Linked DNA regions of Sus scrofa: region 1 is linked to region 2. The links are chromatin contacts, called in public HiChIP or PLAC-seq maps. All regions are on one chromosome and are shown on one strand. Each heading gives the region's core, a stretch centred on a gene start, on an enhancer-like site or on the middle of the called end of the contact. The rest is flanking DNA. Distances are from core to core; before and after follow the strand shown.

The links. HiChIP or PLAC-seq counts read pairs in DNA pulled down with a chosen protein or histone mark.
Region 1: a contact with region 2 is called in an H3K27ac HiChIP or PLAC-seq map of skeletal muscle, with 4 times the contacts expected there. The contact joins the promoter of TSC1 here to the promoter of SETX in region 2. A contact is called at or near these places in 1 of 5 promoter capture datasets (fetal skeletal muscle), 1 of 47 Hi-C or Micro-C datasets (heart right ventricle) and 2 of 2 datasets of contacts at active chromatin or transcription factors (alveolar macrophages and skeletal muscle).

The regions. Positions count from the first base shown.
Region 1 is chr1:272,684,114-272,688,112 of Sscrofa11.1, reverse strand. TSC1 (hamartin) reads left to right here and starts at 2,165. Exons shown (of 24, transcript XM_021070814.1): 1 at 2,165-2,246. It overlaps LOC110256471 (a long non-coding RNA gene), which reads right to left and starts at 1,896. Exons shown (of 3, transcript XR_002338027.1): 1 at 993-1,896.
Region 2 is chr1:272,169,316-272,173,486 of Sscrofa11.1, reverse strand. It overlaps SETX (probable helicase senataxin), which reads left to right and starts at 2,631. Exons shown (of 26, transcript XM_021070661.1): 1 at 2,631-2,763; 2 at 3,708-3,822.

The DNA of each region.
Region 1 (3,999 bases), core at 916-3,415, 520 kb before region 2:
ATGGTCTGGGGCTGGGGGTAGGACCGGAAGAAGCCGGACCCCCTCTCCTCCCCCATCCCTTCCATCTCTGTGCCCCAAGCCGACTCTGCTGGGTGGTTACACAGATGAAGTCAGCATTTGCTGCATAATTCCAGCCAGTGACCAGATGCCACCTGCCAATGCCGCTGACAAAGTAATGAAACTAACATGTATTGAAATAGATGCTATGCTAGTAACAGCTTAACTGTCTCACTGAATCCACCCCAAGTCCCGGTTAGGTAGCTGTCATTATTACTGTTATTATTTTTATTTTTAGGGCTGCACCTGTGACGCATGCAAGTTCCCAGGCTAGGGGTCGAATTGGAGCTACAGCTGCCAGTCTACACCACAGCCACAGCAACGTGGAATCTGAGCCGCGTCTGCCATCTGTGCTGCAGCCTGCTGAAACGCCAGATCCTAAACCCATTGAGCGAGGCCAGGGATCGAACCCGCGTCCTCATGGAAACTAGTCCGGTTTGTTTCCGCTGAGCTATGACAGGAACTCCAGGTAGGCGTGACTATTACCCCTATGTTGCAGGTGAGGAAACTAAGGCTCCCCCAATTAGCAGAAGGGCAGAAACCTGCCTTCAGACTAGTCTGCTGAACCATGACCTCTTAGGCTGGTGGAACTCCCAGCTCAATGCCCACCTTCCCCATTAGCCAGTAGAGTTAGAAAAGTTGTGCACTGCTCAAGGGCTCCCAGGAGGCTTGGGAAGGGGTCAAAATACAGCTGGGTCTCTGCTCCCGTGCGCTGTGGGCCCAGAGGGCATGCCTTTTGCTACTTCTCACAAAGGCACCATACCGGCCAAGAGCAGCCCCACCCCAGATCTCGCCAGGCCTCTTGGAATTCTGACAGCCCCCTTGACAGCACCCAGCATGCTGACCACTCAGAGAGCAGGCCCCTTAAACCATATGGGGCCTTGCATTGTGACTCAATTGGTTCCCATGACAAACCTGTTATTCCCATAACTCACCCAGCATTTATTGCCTCCAGCCGCTTGCTTCTTTGGTTCTTGGCCTGGAATACCCTTTTCTCCCCAGAAGCCTCTCCCGATTCTATTTCATGAAACCTACCTTTCTTTTAAAACCCAGCAGGAGGCCCACTCTTTCAAAAAGCCTTTTGAGACCCCACAGTGGGACGTCACCTCATTCTCTGCGGCCTCTCTCACACCTCTTTGCTTTGCTTTGCTTTGGTGCCTAGCGCTCACCATCACCTGCCTCAGATACCAACCATCACCTTTACCTGGCCTGGGTCACTGTGCTAAACACTCTCCATACTTTTCCTCCAGGAATCCTCCCGTCACTCATGTTACCATGCCCATTTCATAGAGGAAGAAACTGAGGCTCAAGGGACCTCAAGACTTGCGCAGATTTACACAGCTAGGAAGAAGCAGAGGAGGCACCGAATGGAGGGGTTCTGCTTCGAAAGATGCCTGCCCTGCTTAGGGTGGTTTTCCACATAACGTCGGAAATGTTAGCAACCTGAGGTTAGCAGCCACCGTGGTTCTTCGCAGCCCCAGAGATGCGCTTTGGCAAATACTCTGCGAAGGACAGAGGTTGCCCTGGTGCAGCTTTGCTCCTTTCCTAGCGATGAACTCCTTTAAAGATCTAAAGCAGACCCTTCCTCCACAGAGGTACCCACTGGCTCCTTGGGAAACAAGATCGCAGCTCTGCGGCCGGGAACGGGGAGACCCTGGGCCGGGAGCGGGGGCACCCGGATCTGTGAGCGGAGACACAGCATCGGAAAAGCAGCAGACACACAACCACACCCAGCCGGGAGAACTTGTTTACGCCTCTTGCACGGCCCCTCCCGCCGGGCCCGGCCACGTGACCCGCCCCGCCCCTCGCTCTCTCGCGTGGCTCCTCCCGCCGCGCCGGCCTTCTTTTTGCCTCCTTCGGAGTCACAAGATCTCTCAGCGGCCCCCTTTCGGAATCCTTCCGCCCGTCCCCGCCCCCTGCCTCACAAACTCTTCTAGGTTCTTTCTCGATCGGTTAGCACCGTCAGGAATGAGAAAGGACGTCCTCTTCCGTCCCAAGGGGCTGCAGGCCGCGGTCATCTGTCGTCGGGCTCGAGGGGCAGGCGACGTCTCGCTGGGGACTCTTTTTCGTGGCGGAGGCTGCCGCCGGCTGTGGGCATTTCACGACGGGGGGAGGTGCTGTACGTCCAAGATGGCGGCGCCCTGTAGGCTGGAGGAACTGTGAGGTAAACAGCTGAGGGGGAGGAGACGGTGGGTGAGTATGGGGGTGTCCCCCCCTCCTTTTCACGGGGGCTTCTCGGGGCATTCCTGGCACCATGACCCTAGTCCGGGAGGCCCTGCGGGGCTGGGGCAAGGGGCCCACTTGCCGGGGAAGGGACTCCGGGAAGGGGGTTTCGGAGAGCGTTCCCCTCCCTCTTGTTACTCGCAGTCTGTGGCCGGGCCCGGCGGGGCTGGAGGGTCTCTAGGGAGGAGAGGCGGCCCCGGCCGGCGCCTCGCCCTCCTCGGCGGCGGAGGGACGGCTGCACCCCCCAGGCCGCGGTGCCGACGGCAGGGGTGAGGTGGGCCCCTTCGCCAGCCCCTCGCTTGGTGGGGTGACAGGTTCCCGCGGGGTGCGGAGAGCGGGGGGAGGCCCTCGCCGGAGGGGAGAGGCCGGGTGGTGGGGCTGGTCCCGGGGCTGGAGGAGAGCGGTCAAGGGTAGGGGGCGGGGAATGAATGGAGGCTGCCTGTGGGCATCGCGGACCCGCCGGGATTCGGCGTCTCCGCCGAAAGGTGCACGACCGGAGTGCCTCGCTCCAGGTGTGCTTGTGGGTGTGTAATCGACGACGAAAGACAGTTACCTTCGAGTCAGCAGAGGTGGTTCTTAGGAGACAGCGGTGTGCAGAGCCACTCCTAGACGCTCATTCATTCATTTGAGGAACTGGAGGGTGAGGAGTCCGCAGTCCGAGAGACCTTTAGAATTAAAGCTCTTTCTTTGTGTTTCCCGTTAGAGTTTTTGCTTCATGTGTTTTGGATTCGGAGGTAGGGATGGGGGGCTCCTGCCTGCTAACCACAGCTTGTTTATGGAGCAGCCCCGGTGGAGGTGCTTTGCAGTCATCGTCTCCTTTGGCCCCCAAGACAAAGAGGAGAGGCAGCCACTCCATTACTCAGATGGAGAAACTGAGGCCCAGAGATGTTAGGGTGCCTTGTCCAAGGTTGCTCCTCCTAAGATGATCTGACCAGGACTCGAACTGGGGTCCAGCTGATTCCAAGACTATGCTCCTATCTTTATTTGTACTCACATGACTAATTTATCTGTTATTTGATCCAAGCTAGTCTGTCATTCTAATTAGGTGGTTAGAATTAATCAGTTGGCCTAGGTTTGTGCATAAGTGACCGTTTGTGTGCGCGCGTGTGCGTGATTTTGGAGAGAGGTGCACTTGGTTATATACCAGAGCTTTTGTTTGGGATGGCAGTATAGTGCCTGTAAACATGTTAGTCTAAATTAGGCTGGAAAGTGTTTGCTGTTTTCATAAAACTGATGCATTTACTGCAGAAGGGAGCCTTGCTAAAAATCCTTGCTGGATTTTTAATAGAAAGCATAGAAATAGCACTTCCCTTTACATAGAGTAAGCTGTAAAAGTACTAAAATAGAATAATACTCTTCTGAGATACTGATTTATAATTTTGGGATCAACTTGGAGTCGCCTGAATTCAAACCTCCTGGCAAAGTGGAGCTGTAAATTTCAAGAAGCATTATGAACCCGACCCTTGTGGGAGCCCCTGATTTACTGAACAACCACCTGTGATTCTTAAGTTGAACATTCTGGAGTAAACCTGGAGTATGCAAATGTGGAAACTGATTTAGGGTTGTGCAGGGAAATGCACCTTTAACAGTCATGCATCAGGCAAATGAGGCTCCTCAGAAACACTGAAACATTCTTTGCTATTGCCCTGGGGAGCTGCAGCATCTTCCTCTAACCACCTGGTATAAACTTAAGGGGTATTTATAGAAGATGTAAATGGA
Region 2 (4,171 bases), core at 1,382-3,881:
GTTAACGATCCGGCGTTGCCGTGAGCTGTGGTGTAGGTTGCAGACGCGGCTGGGATCCCGCGTTGCTGTGGCTCTGGTGTAGGCCGGCGGCTGCAGCTCCGATTGGACCCCTAGCCTGGGAACCTCCATATGCCGTGGGAGCGGCCCAAAGAAATAGCAAAAAAAAAATCCAAAAAACCAAAAAAAATCCTCAACCATATACATCAAGTATGTATTTTATTGAGTAAATTGTATGTAAATTATAGAAAGTTGACAAAAATAATGGAATATGAGGCAAAAGTGAAAATTAATGATGATGAAATCACTAGAAATCATTAAAACAAAAATTTAGTAATTAAGAATAGGTCCATTTGAGATAAAAATAACTAGTAATATGTTCCGGGATTGTTGATAATCCAAATGATGAAAAGTGAGTCAAATGATCATACTGGAAAAAGCACTAAAAATTTGACCTAAAATACTGACGCATAAAACTTACAATATGTATCTAAAAATGCAGCTTGCAGCAAGGCTGGATCCTTATGCCACTGAACAAGGCCAGGGATTGAACCTGCATCTTCAGGTTTACTAGTCTGAGGCTTAACCTGCTTAGCCACAACAGGATTCCCAGTTTTGTCTGTTTAGAAATGTGTGATATTTATTTCAACTAAATATCAAGACCAGGCCTCAAGTTGTGTAAAGTTTGGGCTCTACAAAGTACCTAAGATCAATGACTCTCTGAGTGTAAAAAGCGAATTGCAGAAAAACGCCATCTAATTTCCTAAAATTTAAACACAAAAAACAATACATGTACAGGTTAAAGACAAATGTGATAAAATTATTTTTTTTTTACTTTCTTTTAAATTTATTTTTTCCGCTGTGCAGCATGGGGACCAAGTTACACTTACATGTATACATTTTTTCCCCCACCCTTTGTTCTCTTGCAATATAAGTATCTAGACATAGTTCTCAATGCTACTCAGCAGGATCTCATTGTAAATCCATTCCAAGTTGTATGTGATAAAATTATAAGGGAAAGTTCACAGCGGGCTCAGAGGCAGGATGGAATTATGACTTCAGTGGGTGCTAGGCACTTTCTGCCTTCATGGGCACGTTCTTAAAAACATCAAAAATTGTGTTTTTGACTGTATTGGTATAAAGATAAATGGTAAAATTTAAAAGATGTTCTTCACTTGTTTCTCTTTCTAAAAAAAAAAAAAAGCTTTTTTTCAATGGCCATCCAGATCCCTGTTTTTCAAAAGCATATTATTTTTGAACGGATATATACACAACTTAAAACGCAATATAGCTTCGGTTTTGTAACTCTTTGCAACGCGGGATGTGAATGTGGCTTCAACATTTCACCGGGCAGAGAAAAATCTAGAAGCGAGGAAAATAACGGTCTTGACCTCGCGCTCGGACTTCAGCCCCTGGGGTTGGTCAAGTCCCCTAACGGCTGTCCGGGCTTCCCGACCGGCCCCACCCCCTTTCTGGAACGTTCCCTCGGCAGGTGCCTTCCCCGTTCTCCCCGGCGAGCCCTCTCATTCTTCGGTTAGGGTTCTCCTCGGCGCGGTCGTCGCTGCCAGGCCTGTCCGCATCGGGCCCATCTCAGCCTCTTCTTTCCTTTAGAGCCTTGATCGGAACCAGTAATTATTTTGTTTTTCCTCTCCTCTATTAATAAAATAGGAGGCTAGTGGTGATGCCCCACCGTTAAAGTCTGTATTATGCGTTTAAAAAAAAAAAAATGGATAGGCTTTCGAGGGGGGTTTACTATCACATTCTGTATTGTTTCTTCTCCAGCGGATAGTTAATCTCTTCTTAATTTTTTTTTTTTAATCCTTTTAGGGGGCACTGGGGCATACGGAGGTTACCAGGCTAGGGGTAGAATCAGAGCTGTAGCCGCCAGCCTAGGCCACAGCAACTCGGGATCCGAGCCTTGCCTGCGACCTACACCACAGCTCACGGCAACACTAGATCCTTAACCTACTGAGCGAGGCCAGGGATGGAACCCTTAACTTCATGGTTCCTAGTCGGATTCGTTTCTGCTGTGCCATGACGGGAACTCCGGTTTTTCTTTCTTTTTTAAAACGTATCCCTTTATAAATTCTTTTTACCTTTCTGTCTCCAAAAGTATTTTTTTATTACCTAAGGCACTTTATTACATTTATAGTTGTCTAACGTAATGTATCCCTTTTCCATAATACTATATATATAGTGTGTGTGTGTATACACACATATTTTCCCCAAATTACTTGTTGATTACATATTATATTTTAGGTCTTTAAAGGAAATCTAAAGAGGAAAAAAAAAATCCCCTCCCTATCCCTTACGCCCCCTGCTGAAGCACCCGAGGCGTCGAAAACAGAAGAAAAAGGACGGAACGGGAAAAGGCAGGAGGGTAAGGCGTCCAAAGGTAGGGGCGTCGAGGCGCCGCTGATGCTTGGAGAGATCCGGGGCGGTGCAGGCAGGGCTCCCGGCTCAGCTGCAAACTCCCCCCCTCCCCTCACGGACGCTCCTGATTGGCTGGCCCGGTAGTCTGGAAGTGACGCAAGCGCCTGGCTTTCCGGCCTCCCGGCCTCCAGGCGGAGCCCGGGAGCCTCTCTTCCCACGCCCCGCCCCTTGGGGCATCAAAACAAGAGAGCGGCCGCTGGGGCGGGGCCTGGAGACGGCCGGCGCCGCGCAGGGGGCGGGGCCTGCGCTCGCGGCGCCCGTGGGTTGGGCGGTGGGGATGGAGTGCGCGCCCGCACTTCCGCCCTCCGCAGACTGCTGAGCCGAGGCATGGCGGTGGGTTGGCGGCGGGCGCGAAGCCGAGCGGGGTGAGGCGAGCGGCGGGCTCGAGGCCGCAGGCCCAGCGGGCGTGCGCGCGCGCGCGCGGGGCCGCGTGGAGTAACCGTCGCGGCGCGCGAGGCCCGTGCGGGCGGGGGAGGGGCGGCGCGGGCTGGTCTGCCTCCCTGACGAGAGGCGCGGCGCCGCCGGCGGGAGCAGCTGCGCGGCGTCCAGCCCTCTGGGGTGGGGGGCCCTCCGCTGCCTCCTACACCCCGGGCCCGGGCGCCGGCTTCCCCGTCCGCGTCCTCCGCGTGGTCTACGCGGCGGTCCCGTGTGAGCTCTCTGCGGTCTGGGCGCTGCGCCGTTTCCGCGGGAGTGGGTGGGGGTCTCGGTGTAGTAAGTACGTCTCGGCTCGACGCCCCCTCCTCCCTCTGCTCCGAAGCGCGTGCCTCTGGAGGGCTGGCCTCTCCCGAGGGGCCACCTGAGCCCTCCCTGCCCCACCTGAAGGCGGGGGAGCGCTGACAGCCAGCCGGAGGGACTTTGCCGCCCTCCCCACCTTCCGGGAGCGACGATGTGGCCCGAAAGGAAGCGGGCACGAGGCTCGAAGGGCGGAGAACGCCGGGGTCTGCCGTTTGCAGCGGTGCAGATGAGTTAGTTGCCGTCCTGGGGCTGAATGTATCTGCATGTGCTCATGGGAGTCTTCGGCAAAGTGCCCCTCTGTCCCCGAAGTGGGGACGAGGTCTCCCGTGGAACTCCTCCTCCCGGTGGCATCCGAATGGCAGTTGCACCATTCCTTCATTACTTGTAGACCTGTAGGCGAGTTGTCTTAAGTTCTCTAAGCTTGAGCCTTTTCATCAAATGAATGTATTGGGTTCTTACTTGTCAAGAGTTGATGTGAAACTCAGATAAGAGAGAGAGTATAAAAACCACTTCCTCCGATTTCTTTTGTTTTGCTTTTTCAGAAATGTCCATTTGGGGCCAGAGTCTGGGTATATATGAATGTAAATCTTCACCCAGTGTCAGATAAGCCCAGGGATCTGACTACAAGGACAACTTCTCTGTAGGCTATTACCGCAGGTAATTATTATTATTATTATTTTGTCTTTTTGCAAATTCTTGGGCCGCTCCCACAGCATATGGAGGTTCCCAGGCTAGGGGTCGAATCAGAGCTGTAGCCACCGGCCTACACTAGAGCCACAGCAACGCGGGGTCCGAGCTGCATCTGCGACCTACACCACAGCTCATGGCAACGCCGGATCCTTAACCCACTGAGCAAGGGCAGAGATTGAACCCGAACCCGAAACCTCATGGTTCCTAGTCGGATTCCTTAACCACTGAGCCAGGACGGGAACTCCAGGTAATTAATTTTTAAATAAACATTTAAGATGTTTTTTCAGTCACTTCATACATACACAAAACTGATCCT